2 separate regions of the Mus musculus genome follow, and region 1 is linked to region 2. Evidence: chromatin contacts called from public promoter capture Hi-C data. All regions are on one chromosome and are shown on one strand. The core of a region is the stretch at or near the end of the contact, and the rest is flanking DNA. Distances in the headings are between cores, read along the strand shown. Region 1 holds the start of Tmod4 (tropomodulin 4). Region 2 holds the start of Psmb4 (proteasome (prosome, macropain) subunit, beta type 4).

Evidence for each region. Promoter capture Hi-C pulls out the DNA fragments that hold promoters and counts their contacts.
Region 1: a contact with region 2 is called in a promoter capture Hi-C map of stem cell-derived epiblast-like cells, with 3 times the contacts expected there. The contact joins the promoter of Tmod4 here to the promoter of Psmb4 in region 2. A contact is called at or near these places in 2 of 39 promoter capture datasets (embryonic stem cells and stem cell-derived epiblast-like cells) and 2 of 9 other capture datasets (adipose tissue and pancreatic islet).

The regions. Positions count from the first base shown.
Region 1 is chr3:95,122,913-95,127,643 of GRCm38.p6, forward strand. Tmod4 (tropomodulin 4) reads left to right here and starts at 1,602. Exons shown (of 10, transcript NM_016712.4): 1 at 1,602-1,666; 2 at 2,603-2,765; 3 at 2,908-3,064; 4 at 3,499-3,615; 5 at 4,428-4,517; 6 at 4,677-4,731. The coding sequence starts at 2,643. Vps72 (vacuolar protein sorting 72) reads left to right here. Exons shown (of 6, transcript NM_009336.2): 6 at 1-139.
Region 2 is chr3:94,884,376-94,889,131 of GRCm38.p6, forward strand. Psmb4 (proteasome (prosome, macropain) subunit, beta type 4) reads right to left here and starts at 2,583. Exons shown (of 7, transcript NM_008945.3): 1 at 2,394-2,583; 2 at 2,066-2,272; 3 at 1,700-1,846; 4 at 1,285-1,366; 5 at 542-658; 6 at 296-384; 7 at 1-65. The coding sequence starts at 2,533. The coding sequence ends at 53.

The DNA of each region.
Region 1 (4,731 bases), core at 352-2,851, 240 kb after region 2:
TCTAATAAAATGGTAAAATCCTTTTTGTCTGATGTGTAAGGTTGGGGCAGAGGCAGGGGGATTTCTGAGTTCGAGGCCAACCTGGTCTACAGAGTGAGTTCCAGGACAGCCAGGGCTAAACAGACAAATCCTGTCTTGGAAAAAAAAAAAAACAAATAAATAAATAAATAAACCACAAGTTCTTGCTAATTTATCCAGACTAATTTCAGACTCCTGGGCTCAAGCAAGCCTCCCATGTCAACCTTCCAAGCGCTGGGCCTAGAGGGGTAAATCACTGTTCCTGCTCTGTCCTTTTAAGTAGCATGTATTTACTAAGTAGTGGGTGTCATAAAGATGCCTGCACTCATGTCTATCATTTTTATTACACTTACCTGGGTTATCCATATTTAACTCTCTTAGTCTGTCTTAGTCAGGGTTCCTATTCCTGCACAAACATCATGACCAATAAGCAAGTTGAGGAGGAAAAGGTTTATTCAGCTTATACTTTCCACATTGCTGTTAATCACCAAAGGAAGTCAAGCAGGTCAGGGAGCAGGAGCTGATGCAGAGGCCATGGAGGGATGTTACTGGCTTGCTCAGTTTGCTCTCTTACAGAACCCAAGACTACCAGCCCAGAGATGGTCCCACCCACAAGGGGCCTTTCCCCCTTGTTCACTAATTGAGAAAATGCCTTACAGCTGGATCTCATGGAGGCATTTCTTCAACTGAAGCTCCTTTCTCCATGATAACTCCAGCCTGTGTCAAATTGACACATAAAACCAGCCAGTACATAGTCTCTTAAATACCAGAACAAAATCCTTACACTGAGTGTGTGTGTCTCTGTATGTGTCTATGTATACAACCACGTGTCGGGTGGTGCACCTATGCAGAGGCCAGGCAGGGTCATCTGTAATTCCACCTATCCTTTGAGACAGGCTCTCTTTCTGAACCTGGGCTCCTGTTCTCTAGGCTATCAGGAGCCAGCAAGCCCCCAATGTTCCTGTGTCTGCCACCCTGTTATGCTGTTATGTAGGTGCGGGGACCTCACAATTGTGCAGCAGTCTTAACCACCTGAGACCTCTCTCTCTCTCGTTTTTTCAGGACATGGTTTCTCTAGCCCTGGCTGTCCTGGAACTTGTTCTGTAGACCAGGTTGGACCTTGAACTCAGAAATCTGCCTGTCTCTGCCTCCCAAGTGCTACGATTAAAGGCATGTGCCCCCTCTCCCTTTTAAAAAAGTTAAAAAGGAAAAAAAAATTACTACAAGGCTTTGAGCTCACCATGAAGTTCATGCTGCTCTCCGTCTTGTAGCAGTCCTATCTTAGTGTCCCCTGTCAAGGGAATTCAGGTGTGAGGCACAATGGCTGTTACATTGATACATCATCTTCTATTCAGTGCTTTGAGCAGAACTGGTACCCTACCGTAGGAGTCATCTGATTCTCCACTGGAGGACTCTGCTTGCAGGGAAAGAGGACATGTCATGGCTGATACTGGCCACTAGAGGCTCTCAGGGCTGGGCAAGGTATGGGGTCTGTGTATATGTGATCTCCCACCACTCCCCACCTGGCCAGAGCTAAAATAATAAAATGCTGAGCTCACTGTTCCCCCACGCTCTCCCCCGGCACCAGACTCCTCCTGCTGACCGGACAGTGTCCCAGTAGAACAGACGGACCAACTGACAAGGGGAGGTGAGAGGTGACCATTGGGACTGGTAGGTGGGAACAAGGGGTCTTACGGGTGAGAGCCTGGTGGGAGATGGCAGAGTGGGCCTAGGGGAAGAGAGTTGGCATGTCTCTGCTGTGTCCTGCCGCCGATGTTTCTGTCTTGACTCTGTAGCTGCCTTGTCAGTGCCTCACGCTCAGTATCACCTTCCATGTTGAGTGTGGTATGTATTTAGAGCTTGACTGTTTTTCCCACTGAAAGGTGGTGCAAGTTTATCATCCCACCTCCTCATTTAGAAGACTTTTTTTTCTTCTTCTTCTTCTTTTACCCAGGGTTCCAGTGTCACCTTTCTGGTGACAGATTATGGGAACCGAATGCCTTCTGAGGCCACACTGCCCTTCCCCCAATCTGGAAGTGCCCCAGCTTCTAAGCCTTACTTTCCCTTCTGATTTAGACTTTTAGCAAACACAGAAAGTGAGGTCTTGGTCCTTGACAATGAAGGAGGGAGTGAGGGTGTCATTAGAGGCAACCACTCTAACCCAGTCAAGCCTCCTTGCTTACCAGTTTCCAACAGGCCTGGGTAATGGGGAAGAAAGGAGGAATTTTCCTGGAGCTCTCTGCCTCCCCCTCCCACCTTTCAATAGGAACTGGGCGTGGAGCCAGCTGTGCTGGCAGGGCCTCCAGCAGCTGTGTCAGGGCAAGAGACGTTGCCGGGTAAGGTTGTAGGGGAGGGTGCTACCAGGATTTCTCCATCGCACGGTGGGTGGATAGACCCAGCCTGGAGACTAGAATCCCCATCTAGAATGGCTAGAAAGTGCAGGGACTAGGAGGGAAACTAACAGTGAACTATCTGATTTTCCCATCCCTGGCAGACTCTAGTCTCTAAGGTCAGTGTCCTAACTATGGCTGGACTTCTTGTGCCCTCAGTGTCCACATCCAACAACTTTTCTCATGTCCCCCAGGCTGTGAGTGTCACACCGTGGGGAAGGGGTAGGGGCCACCATGTCATCCTATCAGAAGGAACTGGAGAAATACAGAGACATCGACGAAGATGAGATCCTAAGGACCCTGAGCCCTGAAGAGCTAGAACAGCTGGACTGTGAGCTACAAGAAATGGATCCTGAGGTAGGAGCACAGGCCAGGGCATCCCTTTGTATGTGGGAAGGAGTGATTCTAGGTAGCTGAGAACAAGACATGAAATCCCAAAAGGACCAGGGAATATCTGTCTGGAGAGTGCTTAATTTGTTCCCCAAAATTCATCCCTAAGAACATGCTCTTGCCAGCTGGCCTGAGACAACGTGACCAGACAAAGAAGAGTCCAACAGGGCCACTGGACAGAGATGCCCTATTGCAGTACCTGGAGCAACAGGCGCTAGAAGTCAAAGAGCGTGATGACTTGGTGCCCTACACTGGCGAGAAGAAGGGTATGGGCACCCTAACATCTATGCCTCCCAGGAGCCAAATGGCTGTCTCTTGTGCCTCCCTGCTAGCTATTCTCCCTGTCTCCAGTAGCGATCTGTCAGAGACTCAGTCTTGATGACTACATGCTAATTTGTTCTCTTCAGTTTTTTGATTTTTGAGATAGGATCTCCTTGTGCAGCCCGGGTTGGCCCTGAACTAGCAGTCCTACTACTCTAGCTTGCCAAATGCTGAGATCACAGACATCTGCCAGCACACCAGCCTGTCCTCTTCAATCCTTAGGAGGGAATGAGAGGACCAGAGAGTCCCTGTACAACATTCAGGCTTTCTGATGTCACTAGTGATCCAGTCTGACCCCATATGGAAAAGATAGAGAAGGTGGAGCCACCATCTTGGAAGAAACCACCTCTGCCTGAACAGTCCTTCATCTCTCTATCAGGAAAACCCTTTATTCAGCCTAAGAGAGAAATCCCAGCACAGGAACAGATTACGCTGGAGCCTGAGCTGGAGGAAGCGCTGTCCCATGCTACAGATGCTGAAATGTGTGACATTGCAGGTGGGCAGCCGCCGGTCCTTGAAGGTTGGGGATGGGGCTTGTGGCATCTTGACATAGGACTAGGAAAGGCCTGAGCCAGAACACGATGTCTCAGAAACCTTCTAGCAGTGGATTCTCTATGTAGTCCTGGCTGTACTAGAACTCACTCTGTAGATTAGGCTGGCCTCGAGCTCACAGAAATCTGCCTGCTCTGCCTTCTGAGTGCTAGGATTAAAGGCATTCACTATCACTACCTGGCCCAGGCACATTTCTTTTCTTTTTCTTTTTCTTTCTTTTCTTTTCTTTTCTTTTTTTTTTTTTTTTTTTTTTTTTTTTTTTTTTGGAGACAGGGTTTCTCTGTGTAGCCCTGGCTGTCCTGGAACTCACTTTGTAGACCAGGCTGGCCTCGAACTCAGAAATCCACCTGCCTCTGCCTCCCGAGTGCTGGGATTAAAGGCATGTGCCACCACGCCCAGCTTGGTTTTTAACTTTTCTTATTCCCTTGTACATTGGCTCATTCAAGAGCAGCCTTACAGGGGCTGGGAAGGCAGATCAAAGTGGAGCTGTTCTGCCTGAAACTGGCTGAGGATCTTCCTTCTCTGTAGATGGTTCACCCTCTCCTCTCGAAGCTCCTTAAGGGCCTCCTGGGCCCTCTCATGTGTTAGAAGTCACTGCCTTGGCAGGTTTATGGAAGAGACTCCTGGAGCTGAGGGAGGGTGAGAAACTCCGCATGAGTGGAAGACCAGGCTCTAAAACTGCTTTAGCAAAGAGAGGCAGGAGGCAGGGCTGTGCAGGTACCTCACCTCCTGTGTCCCTCTGCTTCCCCTCACCAGCCATCCTGGGCATGTATACACTGATGAGCAACAAGCAATATTATGATGCCATCTGCAGTGGAGAGATCTGCAACACAGAAGGCATTAGCAGTGAGTGTACTAGGAAGCATGGCCGCCCTCACCCCCGAGCTGCCACGGGCAGCTGAGAGGTTGCAAATGTGAGACATGGTGCATGAACGTTTAGAGGGCTAGTGGGGAGGTATGGTGGGGGATATGTTGGGGTTCCCTTTCTGCTCTGTTCCTCATCAGGTGTGGTACAGCCTGACAAGTATAAGCCAGTACCAGATGAACCTCCAAATCCCAC
Region 2 (4,756 bases), core at 1,333-3,832:
CAGTCACGTTTAGAAGAGCAAAGCTTCAACACTCTGGACATTCAACTGGATTTCATTCAAAGCCACTAAAGAAAGAAGAAACATTTAGGGAAAATGAAGGCGGATAAAGGCATCAACTTCTGAAGGAGCTCCCCATTTCCAAGACCACCCACCTGGAGAGTTCCCCCGCCCCCAACCTGGAGAGGTTCCCTCCAAAACCACCCACACAGAGTTTCTGCTTGAACCCTCCAGAAGAGCCATTCTGTAAAAGTCAAGAGCTTCCCTGTGTCACCGATCCCTACTGTAGCTTGCTCACCTGATCATGTGAGCGATGTCCCAGTTGGTCTGTGCGGACAGCGGTCCTTCTATCTCGACACCCTTTTCAGTCACAGTGGCAATTTGAAACTGAAAGAAGGCAAAGCGTGCAATGATAGCGTCTCACTATGTAAACCAAGCTCGCCTCAAATGCAGAGTCCCACCCACCCCTGTTTCCCTACTGGGATTAAAGGCATGTGCCACCATGCCTGGCTCCAGAATTTGTACCTTCCAGCCCATTTCTCACCCGGTTATACGAACGGGCATCTCTGTAGTACAGCACTCTCATGCAGCGCTCCACAAGCTCCCGAGCCTCAGTCTGACTCAGCACTGGCTGCTTCTCTAGAACTTCTCGAAGCAGAGGCTACACAGGCGGGCAAAACATTGGAGAAATTAGACTGGCTTAACAGAAGGCAACCTACTCTAACCCATGTAAACAGGCACCAAAGTGGATGAGTTTTCTACCCACTGTTTCAAAAGAATTAGGTGCTGGCTTTGTTTGTTTGACATTGAATTCTTTTGTATGGGTATGTGCACATGCACGCAGAAGTGAGAAAACAGCTCTTAGGTGCTGGTTGTCTCCTCCACCATGGTGACCCCAGGCTGCCTGTCAGCCTTGGAAAGTGACTTAACCCAAGGAGTCTTTGTTTTGTGTTTGAAATAGTCTTGCTATGCAGCCTACATACATGCAGTCTTGCTATGCATGGTCCTCCTGGCCTCAGCCTCCTGTGCACTAATATTACAGATATGTGCCACCATGCCCAGCTAAGACTCTCTTAAAAGTGGGGAAGCCTAGGGCTGCCACTGTTTCCATTCCAAGGCTGTTTCTTGTCACTGGAAGTTAATGTAAACGTATTCTCCTTAGACAAAGAAAACCAGCTGCCCAACGTTAGGATTCCAGCCTCTCTTATCAAAATTCCAAGGGAAAGAGATTAACATTGCCTTCTCATTTCTATTTCTCTTCTCCCCATCGCTAGGCCCACTACTTACCTGAGCCAAGTATGCACCATAACCAGTGGCCAGTGAAGGGGCTTCATAAGCTACACCAAGCATGTCCACATAACCGAGGAAGCTAGAGGGACAAACACATCAAAGAACTGATCTAATCTTCCATTTCTTAGCTGTGTCCATTAGGTCTGAATTAAAAGATGGAAATTCTCTGGGGTCAAAGTGCCTGAGGGTGGGGAAGCAGGATAGCTCGGTGGTGAGGGCACTTGCCAGCATGCCCGATGACCCAAGTTTGATCTCTAGAATCCACAATGCAGAAGATGCATGCACACACAAACACACACACAGTACTACACAAGCACAAATACCAAAAGAAGTGTAAAGAACCATTCTGTTTAAAGACTGAAGAGACACTACATAGGTGCTAGGTTAGGCGGTCAAGGAAGTTATCAAATACCTTTCTCCGTCAGCATAGCCTCCAATGACCATGGTGTTCCACAGGGGATTCATCTTGGAGCGGCGGCTGTACATGGCTCTTGTCAACCATGAATGAATAGCTCTAGGGCTATAGCTGTGTCCATCTCCCAACAGCTCTTCATCAATCCTTAAATACAATTGAGAAAGCAATGATAACAGGTCAGGCTCCCCATCCCACTCCCTGTTCTACACACAATTCTACAATCCAAGACCACCCCCCCCAATACCAAAAAGTATTCCAAACATTCACAAATGTCTCAACAATTACCCAAAGTCTCAAGTCCCTCCATCCCGCCTACAGGAATAATAAACGGAAGGCTGTCCGCTCCACTTGGAGGCGACTTACACCATCTGGCCGAGAACTTGTTTCAAATACTGGAAATCAGCGTAGTCTCCCGAGGCACCCAGCATAGTGCTGTCGTTGACTCGCATAATACGAGAGATATTGCGGAAACGAGCCAGGGAGCCGTAGGAGCCCAGCATGTCTGCAGCAATCACCACTCCGCCGTCGAACTTCACCCCGAGTACCGATGTCCCGGTCACCATGGGGTTCCTGAATCGTGAAAAGGGTCCCTGAGCGCGAGGCCGGAGCCCCGATTGCTGGCGCCCGCGCATCAGAGGTCCCCGCATCCCGGCCCGCCGCCCATTCCCGGCGCGGTGAGAGCGCGACTCACTGGGTCCGAGTGATGGGACCCTCGCAGGGCGCCGACGCCGGGTCCATGAGGCCGCTGGGGGTGGCCGGGATGCGGTAAAACTGCCCTGGAGCCGGACCCCCGGCCCAGTGGCCAGCCCGTGACTCCCAAAACGCTTCCATCTTAGTCACCTCAGCCGACAGAAATGAAAGCGCTAGCGTCACCGGAAACGGAAGTGGTCCTTTGCCACGCCTCTCTTCTTCCTGCCTGCCTCTTCCATGGGTCAGGACTCCGGCTCTGTATTTATAAAGCCGTTTGAGGAGTCCTGGTCCAGAGTAGCCGCCAAGACTGACAGAAATGCACAAGGCCGCATCCCCGTATCCCACTGCAGTAGGGATGCCTAGATCCCAGTATTCTGACAATTCAGGAGGAGCAGGCCGTGTGGGACAAGCACCAGGACCTGTTACCATGTGCTTTTTGGATCAATATCAAAAACAAGGCTTGAAGAATCACTGGACCCAAGCTCTCTTACTGTTTTACTTCTCAGAGCCGGCCAATAGAGCAGGCATTATCAACTTATTTGATAGATAAGAAGCCGAAGCATAAGATACAGTGGTTTACCCCGTTACAGTCAATAAAAGGTAGAAAAGATACAAACCAAGGGGAGAGATGGCCCACGTTTATAGCACTGGGGTTCGAATCTAAGCACCCACGGGGTGGCTGACAATCACCTGTAACTCCTCTTCTAGCCCTGAGGGCACCAGGCACTTATGTGGTGAACAAGGGGGGGTGGGGGGGAGAGAAGAGGGAGAAAGAGAAAAATCTTAGTATTCAGAAGGCTGGAACAGAAGGAATGCCTCCAGTACAAGACCATTCTGGACTACACTCAGAGTCCAGGACAACCTGAACTACTGAGAGATCTTGTATTAAAAGAAAAAAGAATCCACAGTGAACTAGAGGCAGTGGAGGAATTCCCCTGCCCCCTCAAGATAGCATACAAAACAATAGGTTTCATTACAGCCTTTTCATCCTAGATGTCGTTTTACTCTACCCTCACTGGTGCCCATCTCAGTGCCTTCCCTGTCTTCCTGCTTCCTCCTCCCTGTCTAAGAAGACCCTTCGTGCTTCCACTGACACGTGTTCTATTACCTTCTAATCCTTCACCCGGGTCCCTAAAGAGCCTTTTCCTTATGAGCACCTTTCTACTTTCCTGACCTAATACACACATACAAACACACCTAGATTCCACATATGAGAGAATATTGATGTTGAAGTTCTGACCCAGAACAATTGGCTGAGGTGCATATTTAACATATTCAAGTCGACATAGCCTCCAGGTTCTCCCAGCATCCCTCAGTCCCTACCTGGCACAACCCACCCTTTACTCTGAACTTTTCCAGCCCAGGGGCCAGGATTCCCCTCCCCACAGAGGCTCTTTCCTATATAATCCAGACATTATTTGTCTGAATATTAATTTTGCCTAATATTCTCTTGTATTTCCTTCAGAGACTCTAGTGTATACAATCCTTTTTTAAAAAAGATTTATTTATTTATTATATGAGTACATTGTAGCTGTCTTCATACACACCAGAAGAGGGCATCGGATCCCATTACAGATGGTTGTGAGCCACCATGTGGTTGCTGGGAATTGAACTCAGGACCTCTGGAAAAGCAGTCAGTGCTCTTAGCCACTGAGCCATCTCTCCAGCCCTGTTTACCATCTATTTGAACATGTCCCTGTGGCTCTTAAAAAAAAAAAAAAGATTTGTTTATTTGGGGCTGGAGAGATAGCTGTTCTTCCTGAGGACCCAGATTTGATTTACAGAACCTACTTGGTGGCTAGTAACCATCTGTAACTCTAGTTCTATAGGGTCTGACATCATATTGCAGTGTGGGCACCAGCCACTCACATGCTGCATCCATACATATACTAAAATAATAGTAACTACCATCATTGCTTCTCAAAATGTTTTGTATGATGGGTGTTTTGCCTGCAGGTGTTCAGGACATGTGTGTGGTGTCTTTCAAAGCCAGAAGAGGGTGCTGTTTCCTCTGGAATTGTAGCTACAGGTGGTTGTAAGCCACCAAATGCTGGAATCAAATCAGCAATTTGCAAGAGCAGCAAATGGTCTTAATCACTGAGTCATCCCTCCAGCCCTTGTTTGTTTTTGAGTCACCATTCTATGTTGGGTATTTTCTACAGACTCACTTACAAGGCTCTCTACACAGCCCAGCCTAGACCTCCCTATACTGTCATGATGGACTCTTTCACTCGTCAATTTGACACGATCTAGAGTCACCTAGGAAGAGAGTCTAGTTCAGGATGGCCTACAGATGTGCTTATAAAGGGGTTTGGTTAACTGAGGTGAGACTAGCACTCTGATTATGGGTGGCCCCATTTCATG